2 separate regions of the Anser cygnoides genome follow, and region 1 is linked to region 2. Evidence: chromatin contacts called from public Hi-C data. All regions are on one chromosome and are shown on one strand. Each heading gives the region's core, a stretch centred on a gene start, on an enhancer-like site or on the middle of the called end of the contact. The rest is flanking DNA. Distances are from core to core; before and after follow the strand shown. Region 1 overlaps SEMA4D (semaphorin 4D). Region 2 has its middle 92 kb from the start of GADD45G.

Region 1 (6,092 bases), core at 2,074-4,573, 160 kb after region 2:
GGCGAAGGGAAGGGCTTTGCTGACTGGTATTGAATGAAGGGGGGGGGGTGAAGGCAGCGAGTCAGAGGGCATAACTTTGTTTTTATTGGTCACGTTTTCTTTCCTTCCTCTTGGAAACTTTTGTGGATATTTTAGCTGATAGATGAAGAGGGTTTTTTTTTTTTTTTACTTAACAAAATGAAAATTGGACTGACATTGAAGAGAAGTCCCTGTGTTTGTGGAACACCCAAGGTTGTGCCACATCGGAAATCTGTTGTTACTGTCTCAGCTTATCCTGCATCTGTACTTCACCAGAAGAACTTCTGCTTCTTTACCCACATAAAGTGGTGTATCTCGGGTCAACAAAAGGGTGTAGAAGTGCTCTAAAGCTCAATTTCTGCTTCCCCACCCAAGGAGCTCTCCTGCACCAATGTGGCTGAACATGCATCATTTAATGAAATATCTTGGTGCGCTAACAGCTGAAAATGTTTTTTTTCTTTTTTTTTTTTTTTAAAGAATAGTAAGGAACAAAGGGATGTCCTGAGCTATGCCCCTGGTGTTGTACAATGAGATTAATGTGTTTTATGGATTATGCAGAGTAAGTGCTTGCTGGAAGCTTCTGCTTCCTTGCAAGCAGCTCCTTGCAAGAGCTGCCTCTCGACACTGGAGGAACCCCCAGAGGCTGCTGAGCTGAGTCACGGCTCTGAGCTTGGTTCCTTCGAGAAGGTGAGGTTTTGGACAGCCATTGTCTGAATGCCTTGTAAAACAGATTTAAAAGCCATGGCCAAGGACTCCTAAGGCAGTTTTTTGCTGCTGTCATTTGTGTGTTTGTTTGTTTTTTGTAGTATCTGAGCCATGGCAAACTGGTGCTGTCTGTCCTTGGTTTGTGGAGGGCAAACCAAGTTTCAGTGTCAGCTTTTGGCTTTGTAGCTGCATGTTTTTGTTTTTGTTTTTTTTACATTTTCCTTCCTGCAAGTACTTAACGCATTAATTGTTTTTTGTGGTTTCACTTCATTGCTTACAAGGGTTTTCTCCCCTCTAATTCATAGCTGTTGTTACCTACCTCTGTGTTTCAGCCTCATACATTGTTTCATATGTACCCTAATTTAAAAGCAGAGACTTCTGAAAGTATGTGTGTAAGAGAACGGCTGGTACTTGAGAGAATTATAGCTTACATCTACTCTTTTATTTTCTTTTGGTTTATTTTGAAGATAGTGCTAAGACATTCTTTCTTAAACTTAAGGCCATAAAAAGTAATGAGTTTTAAGCTATTGTTTAAAGTCACCATCTGACATTTTCTCCAGATTATCACTTACAGGCACTTGACATGAGCCAACCCAGATCCATATTGCTAATTGAAAAACACTTTCTCCCTACATGAATTCCTAAATCATGTGGGCTCATTACATAACCTGACAGTAAAAGGCTGTAATAGAATAAATCACTACCATTAGAGGCCCTTACCTGCCTTACCCTGTTATTTCTTTTTGTTCAGGGGTTCCTATCTTTTCTCATCTCTGCAGCTTTGGACATCATTTCCTCCATTTTGCTATCTTCAGGAAAATTGGGATGAAAGCATTTATTTTGCTCTTTTGAATTGGGCCTTATGCCAACTGATTGCTATTTGCAGTTAGCGTAGTTGATGAAACATTTAGTTTAGAAACAATATGAGTATGAATCAATTTGCTTTTAAACATGTCATACAAATTCATGGAACACTGCCACAAGTTCAAAATCCCCCTTGTGCTCTTTTATGTAAGGCTTCTTGTTCTGTTAAATGTTTTGCAGCGTGTTGTTGTTGTTAATTCCTTTTCACTGAAGGATAACTCTGTCCTACCACAAATGTTTTGGAAGAAGAGTGTATCTCATTTTTAGAGACATTTGTCTCGTAAGTGTCATATTCAGATGTCAAAATGTCATGTTGTGTTTGTAGGTTTGAAGAGCACTGAATGTGACAACTTGGGAGAAAGGAAGGAGAGTAAACTATTAAACTATCCTTCTTTGGGAGGCATTTTGTGCTGTCTTTTCTAGTTAATGATAATGGCTGAGTGGTATGACGTTGACTGGCGAAATGACTGGCAGTGTTTGTGGAAGGGTGATGAACAACTGTAACACACAGCTTTTAGGGTGTTGTCTCTTTTTTGGTCTCTTTTTTTTTTTTATAACTAAAACTTTTTAGCTCTTCTTTCTGTGCAAGGTCTTTGTTGTTGAGCCTGTTCTTGAGGATCAATGGTACCTGCAGACATTCAAGTCATTGTTGAGCGTCTACAACCATCACCTTTTGTTCTGCAGTTGAACATGTAAAGAAAAGACTAACAATGGCTTTATTATGCCGTAGCTCCTGAATGTGCTGTTGACTGATGGGTAACGAAGCGTCAGCTTTAATTAATGGACAGTCTGTTGCTGCAGTCCAGTGGAACTGTGCTAGCAGGCCCAGTGCTCTGTGATGTGCTAACTTATGCGAAGATTTAATCTTTGGCCTTGAAGATCTTTCAGAGTGGCGTGAGAGCTGTAACCTCAGGAGCCTGCTGACAGGCAGACAGTTTAGGCTGAAGTTAGTGGCTGGCAGTCAGGTTTTAGCTGCTCCAAAGCCCCTCTTTCCAGTGACAGGCTTAGGAAACAGCTCTCCTCATGGGGACGCGTGTGGGTACCAGGGTTTTAGTCACAGACCGCCGGGGTTTTAATCACAGACCTCCTGGTTCTTCCTCAGATGATATTCCCATCTGAGTTTGATTTCGTACCTGTAATGCTGTCCCTTTGGGGAACCTCTGATACTGTGTGTTTACAGCGAGCTAGGCATACGTTGTAAAATGAAATACCGCATCTGCACTGCGCAGGGGTGCAACGCATGAAAAGCAAAGGTTAAAAATAATAAAATGCCTGTGTGTGTGAAGGCCTTAGTTGTATGTTAACTTCCCTTTGGCAGCTGTAAGGTGTGCTGGCCGTAGCTTTGGTAGAAAGCAGCCGTTCCTGCCAGCTGCACGCACCGGCCATACACACACTGTGTTCAGTCTGTCACTGTTCATTGATCCGGAGAGGGCAGTCATTAACTGCTCACTTCTGTCTGTTTCTCCAGCGTTTCTGTGTTGAGGATCTTCTGATGAGAATGTCCGTCTGACTTGGAAAGAGTCAGGCGGGGAGTTTTTGGTTAAACATTAGTTGGTTGCAAACTGTTTCCTCAAAGACCTGAGCCCTTCGGATGGATTTTGCTCCCTGACTTTGCAGCCTGAAGCTGTGCTGAACTGGGGCTGCATGATTTGTGTCTCTGTCACGCAGGCAGCCTGCATTTTTGCCACTCCGACTGTTTTTGTTTTGCAAGATGAGCCTTTATGGTGCATTCTTAGCCTTCAACATGGGGAAAGTAAGCGAAAATATGCAAAAAGTGCTTGTCCATACTTTTTTGGGATATCTAAGCAGTGAAGCCAACCTGTGGCAGAAATTGTACTTGCTAAACTTGTGGTTCAGGGGTTTATCTGCTCTATCTTACAGCACTCAAATGGCTTTTAGCGTTGGGAAGTCGGAAGATAGATAAAAGTCAGCAAGTCGGTTTCTGCCCAGGTGACTTGTGCCTCTCTCTTCTTCCTCAGTGGTCCTTCTTGGGTGCTACTGCTCCCCGTTTTGCAGCACTGTGGTCCTGCTGGGGCCCATCAGCAAGGGAACTGAAGGGTACTGCAGACTTCGGGGAGTTTTGTGACCCTCTTTGAGCAGCTCTTGGTGGGAATGGTGCGACAAAGCTTGGGCATCGCTGTACATAATTGCAGAGAGGGCTCAGGAGGCAGCTGGGACGGGGCTGCAGGTCCCTGGAAGGGGCTGCAAGGGGACCTGGGGTGGGATGAGAGCGGAGATGATGCCCCTGACATGGGGCTCTCAGAGCCTGTGTGTCCCAGCCACTCTGTGTGCCTCCCGGCTGGTGTTTGGCCGGGCTCTCCCTCGGTTGGCACGAGCACCAGGGAGGTGGATCAGCCGCCTGCGTGCTGCGAGCACACTTCTGACTTCTTGTCAAGCCTCCGTGCCAGCGCCAGGAGGATGCTGACGTACAACATGCAGACCGGGTAGCCTCACGCTGGCAGCAGGACAGGGGTCAGCAGAAACGCAAACCTGCGAGGAGCTTGTTCGGTACCTACAGGTGCTTTGTTCTGTGACAGCAGCTGGTCTGGTCGCCTCCACCCTTTATTTTCCCCGGCTGGCAGAATTTCAGTCAAAACCTCAGTGCTTTCCAAAACTGCACTACTGCACAGTTAAAGAGATGTGGCATATTTTTCTTGAAAATTTGCAGTTAAGTGAGTTCTAGCATGAGTTTCCTCATGCTAGTATTAAAACAGTGAGCTGCATTCAGATACTGATCTGGCAGAAAAGTAACATCTCACAACCTCCATTTCTGCCCAGAAAACCACAAGGCTCGGTTTCTCAGCAGGATAAATTTTTTGATCCAACATAAAGTGTTAAATTTAGTGTTTTCATGTATCTGTGAGAACGAGGTAAGACAACTATGTGCACACAGCTTTTTCAGTCCCCGCGAGTGGTGTATGAGTTACATATTTTCTGCTATTGGAGTGTCGTTCCAGACGCTGTCAGCTTGGTGGTTGTATGAGTCTCCTGTGAGTTTTTCTGTCTGGTCCTGTTTGTCTGGTCCCTCAGGCGACGACGTTCTGCCCCTAGCTGTGGAGGTGGAGAGGAGATCGTGTCTGCTGTTGGCAAGTCTCTGCATCTTCATTAATGTTCTGCTAATATTTGTTCAAAGTCTCTTCCCTTTCCTGCCCGCCACACTTCAAGCAAAGTGAGCTTTGGGGCTTTCCCTGCTGAGCGAACTTCAAGCAGTTGCTTGTTAGTTCATGACCTCTTTAATTCTTGGTAACACGGATCAGACACCAGCCAACAAGGGGGAAAAAATTGCCTGCAGAGATGTGATTCTAGCACTAGCCTGAAAAATACATGTGCTTTTGCTTATCTTTTTTTTTTTATGTATCCTGGAAAGATACCCTGCAAATCTTCTCGGATCAGAGAGGTGCTGGAACAAGTAGCATTATGGGTTCCCGCTGCCCTACTTTTAGCTAGGACCCTGGTTAAAAAGGAGGTGTGTTTGGGGGGGCAGCAGTGTTTCTGCATGTGCTGCGTTAGTGGAGGACGCCAGCTTTCTGTAGCTGGGGTTTGTGTGGTACAGCAGTGGGGGGGGGGATGCCGGGCACCTCCCTTGCTGTAAGGAGAGGAAAAGGGTGAATGAAGGTGCCGCTGAACGGCAGTTCACTAAATGGCCATGGGCAACTGAGCACAGGTTCCTCTGCCGCCTTTGATGGGAAGGTCTTCTGCTTCTCTTTCTCGCAGTGATGGGATGTGGTTTTGGCTGCCAGTTTTGTGGTCTGAAGGCAGGAAAAATTACAGACTGCTTCATGGAAAGGGGGCATGTGATGGATGCACTGGCAGCGCTGGTGTCCAAAAGATTTGCAGCAAGGCCCGTGCTGCTGTCAGTCTGCCAGATGCACCTTACCACGGAGGGTGAGGCTGGAGCGGGTCGGTTATTTTGCAGTCAGGGCACAATTTAATGTGCCAGTGCAGAGGAGGAGAGGTGTGTGTTCATGTTTTAAATCAATGGAAGTAATAAACAACCTCCTTACACCATTTTCCTCTGAATTACAGGGTGGTTTTGCCTTCTCCAAGCAGGAAATGCTGTGTGTCTTCAACACCCGTAGCACCACACTGGTGTTCTCTGCTTTGTTTTTAATGAACCTCCTGTTTTAATTGTATAACATGCAGGATGAGGAAATGGCACCACTCGCAAACGAAGAACTGACTTCTTGTGGAAGTTGCGTTTTGGTGATAAAGTCCCTCTGGTAACCTTGGCCTAATTTAGGAGCTTTCTCTGTCAGACAGACACTATTTCAGATGAGTTAGCTATGCCCGTGACTGTAGCAGCATGCTTGCTTTTGGAGAATCCTGGCACTGGATAAAAAACGGTGTCTTAGTCTCTGTGGTACCATCTCTGCTTCTGCTTCTCACTGCTGTAAAGTCCAAAAATGATAGCCTTGCCTTTGTTGCTCTCTGAATGTGAAAAGGCTAAATTTGGAATTCACACTTTTTTTTTTTAAATGAATACAAGACAAGTTTTTATTATAGAA
Region 2 (5,942 bases), core at 2,782-5,281:
TAATTTGGCTCATGACAGGATTTATTTTTCAAGCACCCTGAAAAATCCTCAGTGAAAATCCTCGTTGTTGTCCATCTTGATTATCACAAGTCCACCAGCTTATCTCCCCACTTTCAATCTTTCTCACCAGTATATCCAAAACTAAACACATAAAATATTTTTTTTTCTTCATCTTTGGATATCTGAATTCTCTTTGTTTCACTTTCCCCAGTGGAAATCTTCATTTCATTGTGTAACTTCTGTTCCCTCCCAGATAACTTCATGCTCTATACTCCATGAAGTCAGGAGCATCTGAATTTTCCAGTAGCATCATTGTGTGTCAGTAGCACTAATATTGTGAAACTTCACAGAATGCTCTGGCCATTAACAGATGAAGAAGATAAAATTTTGAGAAGTGTATGAACTGATAGTATGGATAATAAACAAAACTGGACCTTTTTTTTTTTTTTCATTCACAAAATAAAATTTGTGTTTTATTTTGGATGTTCTCACTCTTCAACTAAACCCTACCAATACATATATAGAGAGAGAGAGACTCTACAAGACAAGGCCTCTACAAGTCTTATGAGGAGCGGCTGAGGGAGCTGGGATTGTTCAGCCTGGAGAAGAGGAGGCTCAGGGGAGACCTCATCGCACTCTACAGGTACCTTAAAGGAGGCTGTAGCAAGGTGGGGGTTGGTCTATTCTCCCACGTGCCTGGTGACACGACGAGGGGGAATGGGCTAAAGTTGTGCCAGGGGAGGTTTAGGTTGGATGTTAGGAAGAACTTCTTTACTGAAAGGGTTGTTAGGCATTGGAATGGGCTGCCCAGGGAAGTGGTTGAGTCACCATCCCTGGAGGTCTTTAAGAGACGTTTAGATGTAGAGCTTAGTGATATGGTTTAGTGGAGGACTTGTTAGTGTTAGGTCAGAGGTTGGACTGGGTGATCTTGGAGGTCTCTTCCAACCTAGATGATTCTGTGATTCTGTGATATATAGTACCAATACATATATTTATGTACATATATATGTATACATGTATGCATATATATACATGTATGCATAAATGTATATATATATAATCAAAAATACATTTTTCTCTAGTGTAAAATGTCACCATTTCCCTTTTTCAAGTTTGCCAGATGTGGCTCTCCCTCCTCCAGCTTGGTACTTCTAAAGTACTTCGTTTTCTTCCTGTACACAAACGTTATACATCACATTTTAGGGCTTCCTGAGGCACTATGGCTTAACGTGGCCCAGATGAAAGGTGAATAGCAGGTGAATATACTGCTCCATCCATGCCTTATGAGTTGCCTCCAGTTGCCATAGCTGAAATAGAGATCAGAGGCTCTTTGCAGGGAGAATGAGCCTTCCTGCCTGGTACCGACACCAGCCACAGTGCAGGGGCTGCATGCTGTCCCTGTAGCACCACCTCACGGGTACAGGAACACCTCCTCATGCACCTGTCCATGTTAATGGGGCCACTGCGTCCCCCTTGAGTAGCCTCAGTAAATGTGTGTCTGATGCTGTGTGTAAATTGTTGATGCTCCCTCTCGGCACTATAAGATAACAGTATATTATCATTGTTATAGTTAATGACAAAGTTAATACACTTCAGATGATTCTTTGAATTTTATTTATTTATTTATTTATTTTTGCTATATTCCTCTGGATAACTTGGAAAATAACTGTGAAATTGTGATTTTCTTTCCATCTGAAATTTTCACACTTCCTTTTTTTCCTCTTTCAAAATCTCCTTCAGGGTGCAGGTTTGCTATTACTCTTCTCACCTTGCATCCAGGCTATCCTTTCCACTGCTTAAAGTCTTTGAAATTCTCAGCTCTTTCCCTGGACTTCTTCAAACTCCTAGAAGAACTACGCTGTAAACCAACATCAAAATATGAGATTAAGTGTGGCAGCCTGGAGTTGCTACCATGCCACCTCCCCTGCCAGAGTCCACAGATCTCAGGGATAATTAACTTTTCAGTAGGCTCATTGCTGGTGAATCAAGAGATACTTTGGGTTTCCCAGCCTGACCCTGACAACCCAGCTGCTGTGAAGGATGTGTGTGAATTTACTGACGCTTAGGGATGGTGACTCAGAGCTGCATGAGGGCCAGACCTGGGGCTGACTCTCAGCCCTGCCATCCCCATGTGGAAGACAGCACACAGCATGACTCAGAGCAGCCCTGCTCTCCTCCAGCGTGTGCTGCTCTTACATCTCCAGGCTCCCGCAGCTCATGTGATCCTGATGCAACTCCAATTACATCACTGACATCATGTAACATCTCAGCAAATTGGCCAGAGATAACAGCAAATAAAGCTAGAGACAAAAAAAAAAAAATGCAGATTTTCATTTTTAGTTCACCCATAAGGAACTTTTGAGGTTAACTGAAATTTTACCAGGACAACTCTATTGTGCCAGCCAGGCTATGGGATTTCTTTGGGTAGTAAGTATATGTGACTATTAACACATACAGCCTCCACTCCTACTTATACATGCTTTGGCTGGTGTTCTTTGCTTTTCATTTTTCTGAGGGGAGGTTGGGGAGATAAGAGTGATTTAGGATTAACCTTACTTCTACAGCCCCCATTCTGACCAGGGCTGACTCCATCCACAGTCTGTTCAGAACTGGACTATGATGATGTGGAAAGGGGAGCAGCTCAGCTAAGTGTCCTCCCTACACCAGGAAAGCAAAGTACCTGATGCAAAGTCCAGGCATTACAGATTAATTCTCTTGAAAAATCTGCATACTCTTGTTTGTGGTTTCCTTTCTTTCTGGTTATAAGCCATGAGCAAATTCCGCAGGTCACCCTCTTTTCAACACTGAGGTTTGGAACAGGCTTGATAACAGTGAAAACTACAGAATGGCAAACCCTCTGCTGTTTTAAACCCATCTCAAAAACACAAGATCCAAGTGTCCTAATCTGAATATTGCTCATTTCATTCATAACAATAAGGCCGCCAATTACACAGAATTAATTACACCAATAAAACTCACAGGCTTTGACCAGAGAGGTTGTTCAATGAACTGTCTCTCAGTTTACTGCACCTCATGATACAATTGGACCTAAGATAAATTAGCTTGCTTTGCTAATATACATATCTCATTACTACATCTGAGGTGAAAACAGAAACTTTACACATGCACTTGGCCACACCTACCCCAAACATCCATATGATCGTGTGGTATGCCATAGCTTGTAAACAAAACTGCAGCCGTCTTCAAGACATTCAACGTGTTTATTGCATTGACAGGAAATGTATCTTTAGAACGTCTTTCCCTGACAGTAGTCTTCATGGGCCTAATTAGCTATACTTTCAACCGGCAACAATAATTCCTTTGCAAATTTTCTAATTAAATCTGCAGTGTCTCAGAAGAATATTAGCACAGCAAAGATTTTCTCTAAGCAGGCCTACTGGGATCCAGCCAATGACCTTACCCTAGCTGTCAGCTGAACCGAGGACTATGTAACACATTATGCAATTTGGGCAAGATCACCCTGGTAGCTGCCCACACGGAAAAACAAGCCCTGATGAGGGTAAAAGTCAGGAGGAAAACACCTGCAGTTCCTTACTGGGTAACAGAGCCTTTTCCATCTATGTCCTAAGAAAAGAAAAAGATGCAGGAAAAACATCAGACTTGAAACAGACAGGAACTTTTTGTTTTTACACACAGAAGTTAGTTCAAATTTAAATCCAGCATAAACAGACATGGTCCTACTCAATCTGATCCTCTGGCTCCTCAGCAAGAGTCAGGGGTAGGCGAGCCATTGCAGGTGCCGCACATCTTGGAAAAATAGCTGAGTAGGTCTCAACTTTTGTCCACTAATAATGAAAAAAGTAAATGCATCCAGCTGTCTCAGCCTATTACAAGACTTCATGTGTAACACAGCCAAAACTGCAAACCAGACAGGATAAGCACCTGGTCTGTTTTCAGAGCACTAGTTCTGATAGCCTATGAAAGATGGATTCTTGCTTTTATCTAGGGCTTTCAACCTCTAGATACGTAAAACCTACAGTTTTGGACCAGGGGTTGAGGGAAGGTTTGATGACTTGAGGGGAAAAAACATATCAAATTTTCAAAAGATATTAGTCCAGATTTGGCACTTTTTCTATGTCAGCTGCCAGCTGAAACATGATTGTAGCAACATAACCATTAACAGACATACCTGAAGTGAAACTTCTGATTCATTGTTCATTTCAGATTAACTGAATACACGTTAACGAGGAATTTTACTGTTCAGAGCTCTGAAGACTGGGGACCCAGGAACTGGACTTGATGATCTTTGTGGGTCCCTCCCTTCCAACTCAGACATTCTATGGTTCTGTACATCTTATTCACTTATTTACATACATATGCATAAAGCAATAGACTCTATTCTACTGTACCCTGCAGACAGTAGAGAAACTCAAGCAAATGACAGATGAAATTGCAGAGTGCAAATTTTCATACTTGCATGTCCTCCCTATACTCCTCAAACTGTGAAATAAAGACCATAAAAATAATAAAACATTTTAGAAAAAAAAAAAAAAGACCTCTGAACAAGTCTCTATCTAGTTTATTTTTCTTAGCAGCCATACAGTTGGAAAATTCACAGCATATGAAAAAGGGCTGCAAGGGATGTCAAAAAAAGTTGCCACAGAGGGGTGCCATCAATAATGCAGAAAATGGATATATTGATCTAAGTATCCACAGCAGTCACCTCCTGCAGGCAGTATTGTTTCATTTATTTCAAAGGTGTTAGTTCTGTGCCAGGGGATCCTCTCTCATATAGTGGGGTACAATATTTGTGACATTCTTAAATACACTGAGTGATGCCTCAGTTCCCTCAGTACGTTCCTAATGCCTCATTCTGGTAGTAAGGTTTTCCTAGTAGTTGCTGCTTTCAAGTGTCTACTACAATGTTAACTCTTTTTCTAGCAAAAGGTGTCCTGAAGAACAAATTAATTCCTTCTTTCCTGAAGTTACCTTCTATGTGGTTGAGGATTGTTAATAGGTCTCTCTTCAGCCTTTTTTTTTTTTTTCCCTCTAGACTAAGCCACTCCAGTTCTGTAAATTTGTCCTGAGAGGTGATATTTTCTAGACCCTTGATCCTTCTCATTGCTTTACCTTGGGTTTTATATAGATAGTTATCTATTTCTGGAAGTCCAGTGTTCAAATCAGGACACAGGTCCCCAGCTGCAGGTTGAACACCGCTGTCATGTGTCTGGCAGATGACAGACCCAGCCAGATATCTCCATGTGATATTTACCTTTTACACAACAGAATGACATTGCTGACTTGTGTTCAGTGTGTGATCTACTATAATTGCTAGGACCTTTCTTACAGAATTGCTATTTACTTTGGTTTTGTCCATCCGAGATTTATTCCATGTGACTATTCCCACAACCTCACCGAACCAAATTGCCCTTGCTGAATTGCACCTTACTTTTTAAAACTGCATCCAGTTTGCTGTGTTCATGTCAAGTTCTCATCCAGTCGTTTGGTGCAATTATTGCTCTTCTCAGTGAAGTGCCATGTGAACTTACTCAGCATACTCTCTACTCCACTTTACAAGTAATTCAGAGAAATATTGAATACAGTCTGAAGCAGGGCAGACTGCTGCAAAATCACACTTTTCTGATTCGACACAAAGAAGTTTCTCAATACACTTTGAACCTGGTTTCCCGTCGGATGATCACTCACTGTGGAGGAGTTTTGCTAGATTCTGTCCCCTTAGTTTGTCTATTAAGAAGTCAGCTGAGTGTCAGGCAGTTCCACTAAAATCAAGAGAGCTGGCTGCTTCATGCAAGGCCAGTTACCCTGTCAAACAGGAAATTAGATTGATTTGGAATAACTTGTCCTGAACAAATTCATTTTGGCTCTTACTTATCCCCGTATTTATCTTCTTGGTATTTTCAAACAATTTGAGTGTTTGTTCCAGTACTTTTCTGGGAATTGAAATTATAGCCAGAGCCGAC

Evidence for each region. A called contact is a pair of places that touch in the nucleus more often than the background predicts.
Region 1: a Hi-C map of liver shows a contact between it and region 2, with 2.0 times the contacts expected there. The contact joins two enhancer-like sites. A contact is called at or near these places in 2 of 7 Hi-C or Micro-C datasets (both in liver).

Annotation. Positions count from the first base shown.
Region 1 is chrZ:38,298,333-38,304,424 of Taihu_goose_T2T_genome, forward strand. The region is part of intron 1 of SEMA4D (semaphorin 4D); the gene reads left to right. Among named protein-coding and RNA genes, the nearest start is that of SEMA4D, 30 kb to the left of the region's middle. Within about 2 kb of position 3,324, at least 2 of the 3 cell types and tissues checked have open chromatin away from gene starts, as enhancers often do. A contact at or near this core is called in liver, where this site is marked.
Region 2 is chrZ:38,139,755-38,145,696 of Taihu_goose_T2T_genome, forward strand. No RefSeq gene overlaps it. Among named protein-coding and RNA genes, the nearest start is that of GADD45G, 92 kb to the right of the region's middle. Within about 2 kb of position 4,032, at least 1 of the 3 cell types and tissues checked has open chromatin away from gene starts, as enhancers often do. A contact at or near this core is called in liver, where this site is marked.